Linked DNA regions of Rattus norvegicus: region 2 is linked to region 1. Evidence: chromatin contacts called from public Hi-C data. All regions are on one chromosome and are shown on one strand. Each heading gives the region's core, a stretch centred on a gene start, on an enhancer-like site or on the middle of the called end of the contact. The rest is flanking DNA. Distances are from core to core; before and after follow the strand shown. Region 1 holds the start of Tesk1 (testis associated actin remodelling kinase 1). Region 2 holds the start of Creb3 (cAMP responsive element binding protein 3).

Evidence for each region. Hi-C and Micro-C count contacts between places; a contact is called where the count stands out from the background.
Region 2: a Hi-C map of Schwann cells shows a contact between it and region 1, with 3 times the contacts expected there. The contact joins the promoter of Creb3 here to the promoter of Tesk1 in region 1. A contact is called at or near these places in 6 of 12 Hi-C or Micro-C datasets (Schwann cells, frontal cortex, liver and 3 more) and 1 of 1 datasets of contacts at active chromatin or transcription factors (oligodendrocytes).

What each region holds. Positions count from the first base shown.
Region 1 is chr5:62,485,534-62,490,522 of GRCr8, reverse strand. Tesk1 (testis associated actin remodelling kinase 1) reads right to left here and starts at 2,760. Exons shown (of 10, transcript NM_031578.2): 1 at 1,428-2,760; 2 at 1,162-1,283; 3 at 982-1,030; 4 at 330-476; 5 at 1-2. The coding sequence starts at 1,631.
Region 2 is chr5:62,610,734-62,615,722 of GRCr8, reverse strand. Creb3 (cAMP responsive element binding protein 3) reads right to left here and starts at 2,071. Exons shown (of 9, transcript NM_001395632.1): 1 at 1,738-2,071; 2 at 1,496-1,652; 3 at 1,351-1,421; 4 at 1,156-1,245. The coding sequence starts at 1,914. Tln1 (talin 1) reads left to right here and starts at 2,036. Exons shown (of 57, transcript NM_001039025.2): 1 at 2,036-2,583.

The DNA.
Region 1 (4,989 bases), core at 1,511-4,010:
TTCTGACACACACACACAAGCATCCTCACACACCCATCCCCTGCTCTCTGGTCCTCTAGTATAGACCCCAAAGCCCCGTGTCACCACAGCACTAAGCACTACTCCAACCTTCCCTCCCGGTTCTCCAAGGCACCTCATCATTGCAGTATCACTCAGCAGTCAGTGTGATACTCAGTTCCTCAGCCCTCCTGCTGTCCCCGTTCTTTCCAATGCCTTGGCACCCCGACATTCTAACATATCTTCTACCCACATGCCAACATCCACAGGCCAATTACAACTTAACAGCTCCAAATCCTCTTTCATCGTTCCACCCACCTTGGCCAGCCTACCTTGGATGTGAGGTCTCGGTGAAACACACCTTTGGCGTGTAGGTACCGTAGGCCTTGTGCAATGTCCAGTGCTAGGTGGAGCCTGACTGGCCAGGAGAGGGGTTCTGGGGAGCTCAGCAGCTGTTCCAGGGTACCCCCATTCATATACTGGGACATAGGGGAAAGAGAAGGGGCTTCAGTCTGTATTCTATGTCTGCCACTCCTGAGAGAGTTGACACTCAGGAGGCTCACAAAGAACAGATGGGTGAGTCTGTGCTCTAAGGTTCCCATTTATATACTAGGCTGCCCTGTCTCCCAAGGTAGGACTATGTGCAGCTATGTCATCCAATACATTTAAATACAATCAGACATTCTTCTGTTACACTAGCTCTTGCTTTAGGCTACTCCATGTGTAGTTAGGGGATCCTGTGTTGGCAGGCCAGCACTGTTCCCAGGGATATAGACGGAATAACTCCAGCTGAGGATTCTAATAAGTGGTTTGCCCAAAAGAGAAGTTCAGGAAGCCTCCAGTTGGAGGAGGTCCTGAGGTCCTGGGCAGGCAGGTGGCTTCTTTTTAATTTCCTAGCAGATCCACCAAGATCACTGACTGACACTTTCACTTGGAGGTGTGGTGCCTTCCTTCCCTGTTTCCTGGCCTATGCTCAATGCTTACCTCTGTAAGCGCGTGCAGCTGCCCTTGGTGCACACAGACCCCCATGAACCTGAAAGTCGATGAAAAGGATAGGATAGGCTGTAAGAGGGGGGTGGCGTGGGGGACCGCATCTCCCTCCTTTCCTGAGGGAACTTTCCCTCCCAGCACACAAGCTGCCCAGCAAGAGGCTAGGCCGTTCACCTGAGGATGTTAGGATGCCGGAGCCGGTTCATCAGCTGCACCTCCCTTAGAGTGTTGCTCCGGTTACTGGGGAGCTTGTTCATCTTCAGCACCATGACTTGTCCCGACTGTCGGTGCCGAACCTGGGGGAGGCAAGGATTGGTGTGTGCCCTGCAGGTTAGGTGGCTAGCCCTAGTCGGATCTCTTAACCCAGGCTGTGGGCCCCTAAGTTCTAGCCTCCCGTCCAAGGCTCGGTCCCGCCCCTCTGTCCTCTCTGCGAGTCCTACCTTATAGACCTCAGAGAAGAAACCAGCCCCGATCTTCTCTGCGCAGTCGAAATCGTCCACGCGCGCCAGGCTGGACACGGCGCTGCGGAGGGCCCGGTAGGAGGAGGGCCGGCCCCGGCCCGGGCCTCCGCCTGCGCCCCCCGGCCCCTCCACCGGAGTCTCTCCGGGCCCGGGGCCCCGCAGCGGTGGCCGTTCCCCGGCCATGGCCGGGCCCCCAGCCCCGGCCTGCTTCACATGGCCGGATCCCCGGGACCCGGGCAGGCCGCGCTCGCCATGGGCGCCGGCCCAACCTGATCCCGGGTGCCGGGACTCCCGCCCGGCGGACTCCGGGAGGACCTGCCGAAGGTCCTGGGCCCGCCCCCGCCGCGCCGGCGAGTTGGGCCTGGTGGAACGCCGCGGCTCTCCGCTCTGCGCGGGGCCTGGGCCTGGGCCTGGGCCGGGCGGCGGCGGCGCTCCCGGGCGCCGGCGGCGGGCTCCCCGCGGGCGGCTGCTGCTCCGCTTCGCCGCCGGGCTCAGGCTGCGCGGCCTGCCCGGGGCGGGGCCGGGCCCGGTCTGCGGTTAACTCCTTGGAGCCCGAGCTGTGGCCCGGCCACGCCCCCTCAGGTGCGTCCCGGCGCGTAGGCCGGGGCGTGAATAACAGGACGACTTAAGGGTTGACTGCAGGCGCGAATTCTCCTGCGCCCTGGGCTCCACGGATCAAGCCCGCTGCCTGCCCAGTCTGCGCCCCACTCCGACTGCCCATTTCAAGGGGCTTCTGACCCCGACACCCTAAATCTCGGGGCTCGCTAACACCTGTTTTCTCCGGTCGTGGTACCCAGGGCTGTAGGGAGCCTCTGGCCTCCGCATCCCTGACCTGCCCCGACCCCTCCTCACTCCATCTCCATTCCCCTGAGTAAAGTTGAGATTCCTGCGCTCCGCCCGGTGACCACCCTCCTACTTCTTTGTCCTAATAACCCTCTTAGGGGAAGCCTGCACCTGCAAGAAAGTCCCGCCCTCCGTCACAGCCCACCCCTCGACAGGATCCCTCCCCCTCAAAGGCCGCTGCCCCTCGGAGCCCGCTCTCCTTCAGGGGGACCTTTCCTTGGGATGACACTGGCACATCAGTGTGTATCCAGAGCCCCTTAGTGCTGCACCCCCTCCTCTTTGTGTTCCTTTCACTAAAAGAGACCTTTCAGAGTGACTCGGCTAATCATTGTGACCGCTCCTCTCAAGGTGACTCCTCCCCTAGCTCTCGCCCAGCGGTGTGACCCCTTTCGGCAGGTTGCGCCCCGCGTCTGTAGACGCGGGTATGCCCCCCTCAGGCCAGAGGAGGAGGTGCAGAGGCCTCTACAGCGGTTGGGATCCTCGGAGTGCGCACGCCCGGTCTCGGGACGTGGCTTTCGCTGTTCCCGGTGTTTCCGGCTCTGCCACTGACTCCTCCCCTTAAGGTCATCGGTGAAGCAACCAATCATCGCCAGGGTTGCGTGACGTCACTGGATCCCGGCAGAAGTCTCCGGGCATCGGTGAGCCTCCTGCCACCTCGCGGCGGAATGGAGTGAGGCAGGCTGAATGTGCAAGGCGGTCTTGAGTGCACCGTATAAGGGAATCCTACAGGTTTAGAGAGAGAATAGTCATGCACAGTTGTTCCAGAAAAGTAGAGTAGGCCAGAACTCTGGTATCAGCAAAGCATACTCATCACATTAAATTAGAGTTAACTCTGAGAAACTATTTGTAATCTTCAGTGTAGCGATTGAAACGGGGTCCTGATACCCCTGTGCTGGGATTACAAGTACGTGCTGGGGGGGAATTTATTTTCTATAAATCTTATTCTATAGATCCCAAGCGCTGTAGAGGCCTCTGCACCTCCTCTGAGTCACTCTGAGAGGTCTCTTTTAGTGAGAGGAACACAAAGAGGAGGGGGCAGCACTGAGGGGCTCTGGGTACACACTGATGTGGCAGTGTCATCCCAAAGAAAGGTCCCCCTGAAGGAGACTTTTTCTACAGTTTGTGCAAGGTCTGTAGACACTCGGAATTTGTACTATAGGATAACCTCATCGTGGTAAGCTTAACTGACACTGTCCCATTAGTCATATTTGAGGATTGATGCTTGTGACGGTAGTTTCATGCTGAATTTAGGAAGAGCGCTGTGGTGGTTATGGTGAGGGAGAGTGTTTAGGAAGAAGGCTGCATGGTGGATGAAAGACTGAACTAATACAGCACTAATAAAAGAGAGGAGGGAATGTTAATGAACTTGGGGAGCTTGTGAGTGTGTGTGTGAGTTTGTGTGTGTGTGTGAGAGAGAGTGTGTGAGTGTGTGTGTGTGAGAGTGTCTGTGTGTGTGTGTATGTGTGTGTGAGAGTGTGTGTGAGAGAGTGTGTGTGTGAGTGTGTGTGTCTGTGTGTGTGAGAGAGAGACAGAGCAAGTGTGTGTGTGAGAGAGAGTGAGTGTGTGTGTGTGAGAGAGTGAGTGTGTGTGTGAGAGAGAGAGTGTGTGTGTATCTGTGAGTGTGTGTGTGTGAGAGAGAGACAGAATGTGAGTGTGTGTGTGTGAGTGAGTGTGTGTGAGAGTGCGTGTGTATCTGTGTGTCTGTGTGTGTGTGAGTTTGTGTGTGTGTGAGAGACAGAGAATGTGAGTGTGTGTGTGAGAGAGTGTGAGAGAGAGTGAGTGTGTGTGAGTCTGTGAGTGTGTGTGTGTGTGTGTGTGTGTGTGTGTGTGTGTGTGTGTGTGTTGGGGGGAGTGCAGCATCCAGGTTCATCATTAGGTTTTTATCTGGTTTTAAACTGGATGATGTCACCAATTTTAGAAAGTTCAGGTGGAGAAGCTGTTGAGGGTGGGAGGTAGATTATGATCATTGGCAGTAATGCTGGCCACCCTGTCTTTCTCACATGGAAACATGCCTGCTTCCAGATATCTTCTGCACCCGTGGTTATCCTGGGAGTAACCCATGGCCGATCTTGCTCTGTCCACGAGTCTGTCCCCGCACCCAGTTATTTGATGCACAGCTGTGGCATTATTTTATCATTGATTAGAAAAAGGAATCTTCATTAAATCATAGTGTCATTGTTGTGTGGTATGTATTCAAATGCTAAAAACTGTATCCCAACACTTGGTTGCTCCAAGACAAGCAGGTCCTCAACTATGCCAGCTCTTGTGAATTCATGACTGGGTAATAAAGATGCCCACGGCCTGTAGCTGGGCAGAGGTAGGCAGGGCTGAAGGTTCCCAGGCTTGGGCTCTCAGGCACAGAAAAGAAGAGAGAAGGAAGGGAGGGTGGAGAGGTGGCCATGGGGTGGTGTGGATTATGAGCACGTAGCCACAAGGGCCGGCCTGTTGGAGTGGGGGTGGCCTAGGTGGAAAGTGGCAAGTGATATCTTGGTGTTACTGACAAGAAAACAGACAAACAGTGTAGAGGATTGACACCTGCCCAGCGCCCGTGCTTTAAGGTTTATTATAAACATAAAGGTTTGCGTCTTTTATTTGGGGAGTAAATGATCTGAGGTGGGGTGGAAACCCCCAAATAATATAGCACAACAGTGTTGTGCCTTGAAAAACTAGTAAAAGACTTGATTACCTGCGTTTGAAG
Region 2 (4,989 bases), core at 822-3,321, 130 kb before region 1:
TGGTCCTAGGAAGCTAGAAGCAGGAGAACCAGGAATTCAAAGGCATTCTTTACCTACGACACAGTGTGAGGCCAGCCCAGCCTGGGCTTACAAGACCCTGCCTTACAAACCAGGGCTGGAGGGCGTAGCCAGTGGTAGAGCACTTGGTGAGTATTCCAGAGGTGCTATATTCCAATCCCAGGGGTAGGAGAATTATGGTATGCTTTGGCCAGTGTAAAGGAGGACAAGACAGTTACTGTCCTAGGGACGGAGCCACTATTGATAATTCCAAAACTCCATTTTCTTTCCTATTAACTACTATACTGCTCATTCATCTCGTAATGGCAGGAGAGGGATAGGAGAGGGTTTATCATGTGGGCCAGGCTTGCTTAAACTCAACATGAAGCGAAGTCTGGCCTTTAACTCCTGATCCACCTGTCCCAAATAAGTCAGTACATACATAACAAAAGAAGTAAGACAATAAAAGGGGCACAAAAACTAGATGCAGTATGCTTTCACTTGGGAAGTGACCTTGAGCGTGGGAGGACCTTCCTGCCTCTGCCTCTAGGGTTATGGCAGTGTGAGCCCCTCAAGTCCAGCTTTGTTACAACTTTGTTACAGCTTTGTAACAACTATTGTTGTTAGACTGCTTCAGCCTCTCCAGCATATCTACTCTACCACTGAGCAAAAGGCGAAGTCCCAAGATAGCAACGAAATCTGTCAAGGCCATCATTTGAAGGCCCTTTCAAGGCTCTGTTCTAAAGTTACTCTACATTTAAAAAATTATCTTGGGGCTGGGGATTTAGCTCAGTGGTAGAGTGCTTACCTAGGAAGCGCAAGGCCCTGGGTTCGGTCCCCAGCTCCGAAAAAAAGAACAAAAAAAAAAAATTATCTTTTGTACATGGGGGTCTCTCCTTCCATCACGTGGGTCCTGGGAGTTAAGCAAGGCCTTTTCCTACAAAGCCATACACTGATAATTTTGAAAGGAACGCCAAAATGTATATCAGCGCCACAAGACCAGGATCTACCCTGGTATCTGCTCGTCCCAGGTTCCCACTATCAGCTTCCATTCTGACCTCAGTCCTTTTGTAAGTGATCGATATGAAATAAACTGAGTTTGCCTACTTGGGTTATACAATCCCCCTCCAGCTTTTGCTCTACTACCAGAAGCCTTACCTTAGTGAGAGGAAGTGTTGAGGGCAGAGTGAGCCCCTCCTTCTCCAAAAGCCTTTTCTCTTCCTCCGTCAGTATCAGTGTAGAAAGTTCCTAAGGTTGGAGGAAGAGAGCAGAGTTGCATGGTGATGTCAGAGCAGTATGGGGGATTCTTGGCCGCTGCAAAGTGAGGTAATCCTGAAACACCAAGCCCAGTACCTGCTCTGCTGCTGTCTCCTCCACACGCAATGGATTCATGCGGAACCCCTCCTTTTCAAAGCTCCCAGGATCTGCAAAAGCGAAAGTAGGGCTAGCAAGTTCAGTGAGCTCTCTCTTTCCCCATAACTTAACATTTCACACTCACCTAGATCTATGGAGACGTGCTCCTGTGGAAGGGAATAGTTGTGATCATGGAGAATAGAAGAACTAGAAGAGTTGAGAACATCCGGCGATGACGAGGGACTGAGCAGAGAGCTCAGTAAATCCTCTACCTCCCAGTCGCTCAATTCTTGCACGGAGTTCTAACAAAATCAAAGGCCTTGTTTTATCTCTGTACCTTGGGTCTCAGGGACATCGCTAGCTTCCCCACTCAGAACACCCACCCACCTCGGAAGGCGACAGCTCCAAGTCCAGGGGAGTCTCTATGTCCTGCTCAGTCGCAGCCCACAAATCTCCACTTTCCTCTAGCAGGAAGCCCAGCAGGTCCTGATCACCAGGATCCAAAGCTAGCAGGTCCTGATCACCAGGATCCAAAGCTAGCAGGTCCTGACCACCAGGATCCATTTGGAATATTTATGGATAGAAACTCCTCTGCGCAGATCCAATCTCCGAACCTTAGGCACGACCCCTCAGTCTGTCAAGTCGCATCGACTTAACCTTAGTCACTCCCGGACCAGGGCCTAGCTGTTACTCTATATGCCACACCCGCCTCTCAGCTTCTATTCCCCTCAGCGTCCAACATAACGGAAGTGATGCACATAGTCCCGTGGAATCCTGGGACTTGGAGTTCCCTCCAACTCGGAAGTGGCTTGTGTAGTGCGCCACGTCCCAGGGGCTATGCAAATTATGGGGATGTCCCTTCAGCTTCCCACGCCCCAGGGCGGGGATTCTGAGGATCCGGATCCGCCTTCGCCGCGAGCTATTAAAAAAACCCTAAGAGTCTAAAAGGGAACTCCCGTTTAGTTCGGGCGTTCTCTCCAGTGCTCTGCACCCTCGCTTCCTGCCGGGGAGGGGCGGCCAGGCTTCGCGGGAGCCCGAGCATCGAGAGCTGCGGCCAGAGCAGCTTCCTGCAGTCTCTGCGACCATAGAGCGGACCGCCGGCGGGTGGGGGACGTTTCCAGGACGGAAGTGGACGAGAGTGTGTCGAAGGGAGGGCGAGGCCGGAGCCCCAAAGCGACCGGGAGAACGAGCGGGTAGCGGGCCCAGGGCGGGGCGCAGAGCTGGGCAGCGCAGGTAGGCCGGACGGGCTGGGCTGAGGTTCTAGGTGGGGCTGCGGGATCAGGCCGGCCCGGGAAGCGGCGGGCGGGGCCCCCAATCCTCTTGCATATCCTGTGTCCGGTTGGGGAGGTCAGGGTACAGTACGTTTCAGTTTAGGTTTGAAATTAAGCCAGCCGTGTTGCGAGAGACAGGCCCTTTTCGCGGGAGTAGACAGTTCTCTGTCTCGGATAGTTTTTGGGACGGGTAGAAATGGGGTGGCAGTGAGGCATTGGGCGGGGATGGGCTTTGGTGTTAGCCGATAGTGAGTATGTGGTTAGGAAAACTTTGGGTGAGTTTGAGTTAGGTGCGTCGGGTTTAGGAAGCAAGGATCCCATTAGAAGTTAAGAAGCTGGACTACATTTTAAACATGCATGAGTCAAGTCTCTTTCGTGTTTGTGACATTTAAACTGAGGTCATTATTTTCTGGAATGACCAGCATAAGTCAGTGTACAGGATCGGGTTAAGGATCAACAACAGGAATTGGCTTAGAAGCTCGTTTCAGGGATTAAAGGCCATTGTCATGGTCAGTATTAAGAATAAACAGTGAGAAGGTGAATTAAGAATCAAGGTAGAAATGAGCTTTAGGACTGGGGAGAGGGGCAGTATTTAGGGTTAAAGTTAGGGGATTTGGGCCTAAAAATAAAAGCCAGATTAGTATGGTTGTGTGCTAGGAAAGGGGTAAGTGTCAAAATATAGGGAATTAGGATACAAAATAAAGTCAGGATTAATGTTAGGAATTAGTGATAGCATCAGAGTCAAGGCTGCAGCTACAGCTGAACAGGTAAAATGTAAGAAGTTGGGCAGCAAGTAGCTGCCTTTGTTTTGTAGTGAGCTCTCTTATTCCTGTGTGATCACAGAGGCTCCTTTTATCCAAAGAGATGACAGAGCTCTGGATGTCAGCTAGAACTGCCAGCATCTGGGACTCCACTTTCTTTACTCTCCTGCCTAAGCCCAAGACTTCCAGGGGCCACCATCACTGGGAGACAGGGTTTCTGGACTCTGTTGTTTGCTAGGTGGGAAGTGGAAAATGCAAAGAGACTCAAACAAGGTCCTGAGTGGGGAATGGGAAGATGAGGCCTGTGACTGAGGGGAAGCTGACCAAGAAAACACTGCCCACTGAATGGTGACAGTTTTACTCCACAGCCTCCCTCATTCTCCACACACTGCCTTCTCTGTCTCTACATTGCACACCTTTATGCTTCCTTATAGATATTTCCATGGTCTTTAGCTTGCTCTCCCCCTGCTGTTCATCTGAGCCACTTACCATCCTCCTTCCCCATCACTCAAACCTGAGCTTCCCCATCATTGGGAAGCACTTTCTCATGCTTGCACACCACCTGGTCAGCTGCTAAATACCCCCCTCCCCAACGCTCCTCCTATGTGTACCCCCTGGTTTCTGAGCCTCCTTTAACTTCTAGGTCCAGTTGTAGATCCCCTTCCCCCACTCCCCAACAGAAAAGAGGAAATGATACCCAAAGAGGAAACTTGGTCTTACTGATCCCACGCCCAGCCAGGCCGCTGACCACACCCCCATGTCACTCCCAGCTTGACCCTGCCACTGACCACAACACTGTCCCTTCCCCAGCCTGTTTCAGCCGCTGGCTCTGCCCCTTGCTGCCTCTCCTCCAGCATTGTTTAGACGCTGTCAGAGTCTTCTCACTCTCACACCGTAGCCTAATTTAGCTGCTTACCACATCCCCAGCTCTCCTGAAGCTCCTGACCTGGCCTCCGAACCCACTCTGTCATCCCCAGTTTAGTCAGCATGCATGGACTCATGCTTCTCCCTCCCCTCCTGGCTCAGTCGCTCATCATGTGTCAGTTTCCTACCATCACCCTGTCATCCCCAGTCAGCCTGACATTGTCAGTAACCCCACCTCTGTGCCCCTGCCTGTGAATACTTCATATCACATCCCTTTCCCTCACAGCTTCATTCCCACATCCTAACTTAATCCCACCCCCTTCCCTGGTTATGTTAAACTGAAGCTGTCAGTAAATGGGTACTGGTCATAGAAAGCTAACGTGGGCCTCAGTTTTCTGGGATTTGACAGAAGAGTCTCATATGTCAGTTCCACTTTTCTTCTGAATGGCAACTTCCTCCCGATGCAACTTTAACTCTGGCTTTATTATCTCTTGTACTAATACATTGTCCTCCTAACTTGGCCCCAAAGTTGCCCTAAAACCCAGTTCTGGGGGTGTCGCTGTTTAAAGCTTCCTTGGCCTCCTGTTCCCCTCTAGTCAGTTAGGTTCCTCATATTCTTCTCTCTGCTTTTGCCTTTCCGTCTTAACCCTGACTTCCCCACCGCTGCTCCCTTGCAGGTGCCCCGTTCTTCAGCCAGCTTGCCTACTCACTTTCCTGGGCGCTCCTCCACGATTTCCTGCCTC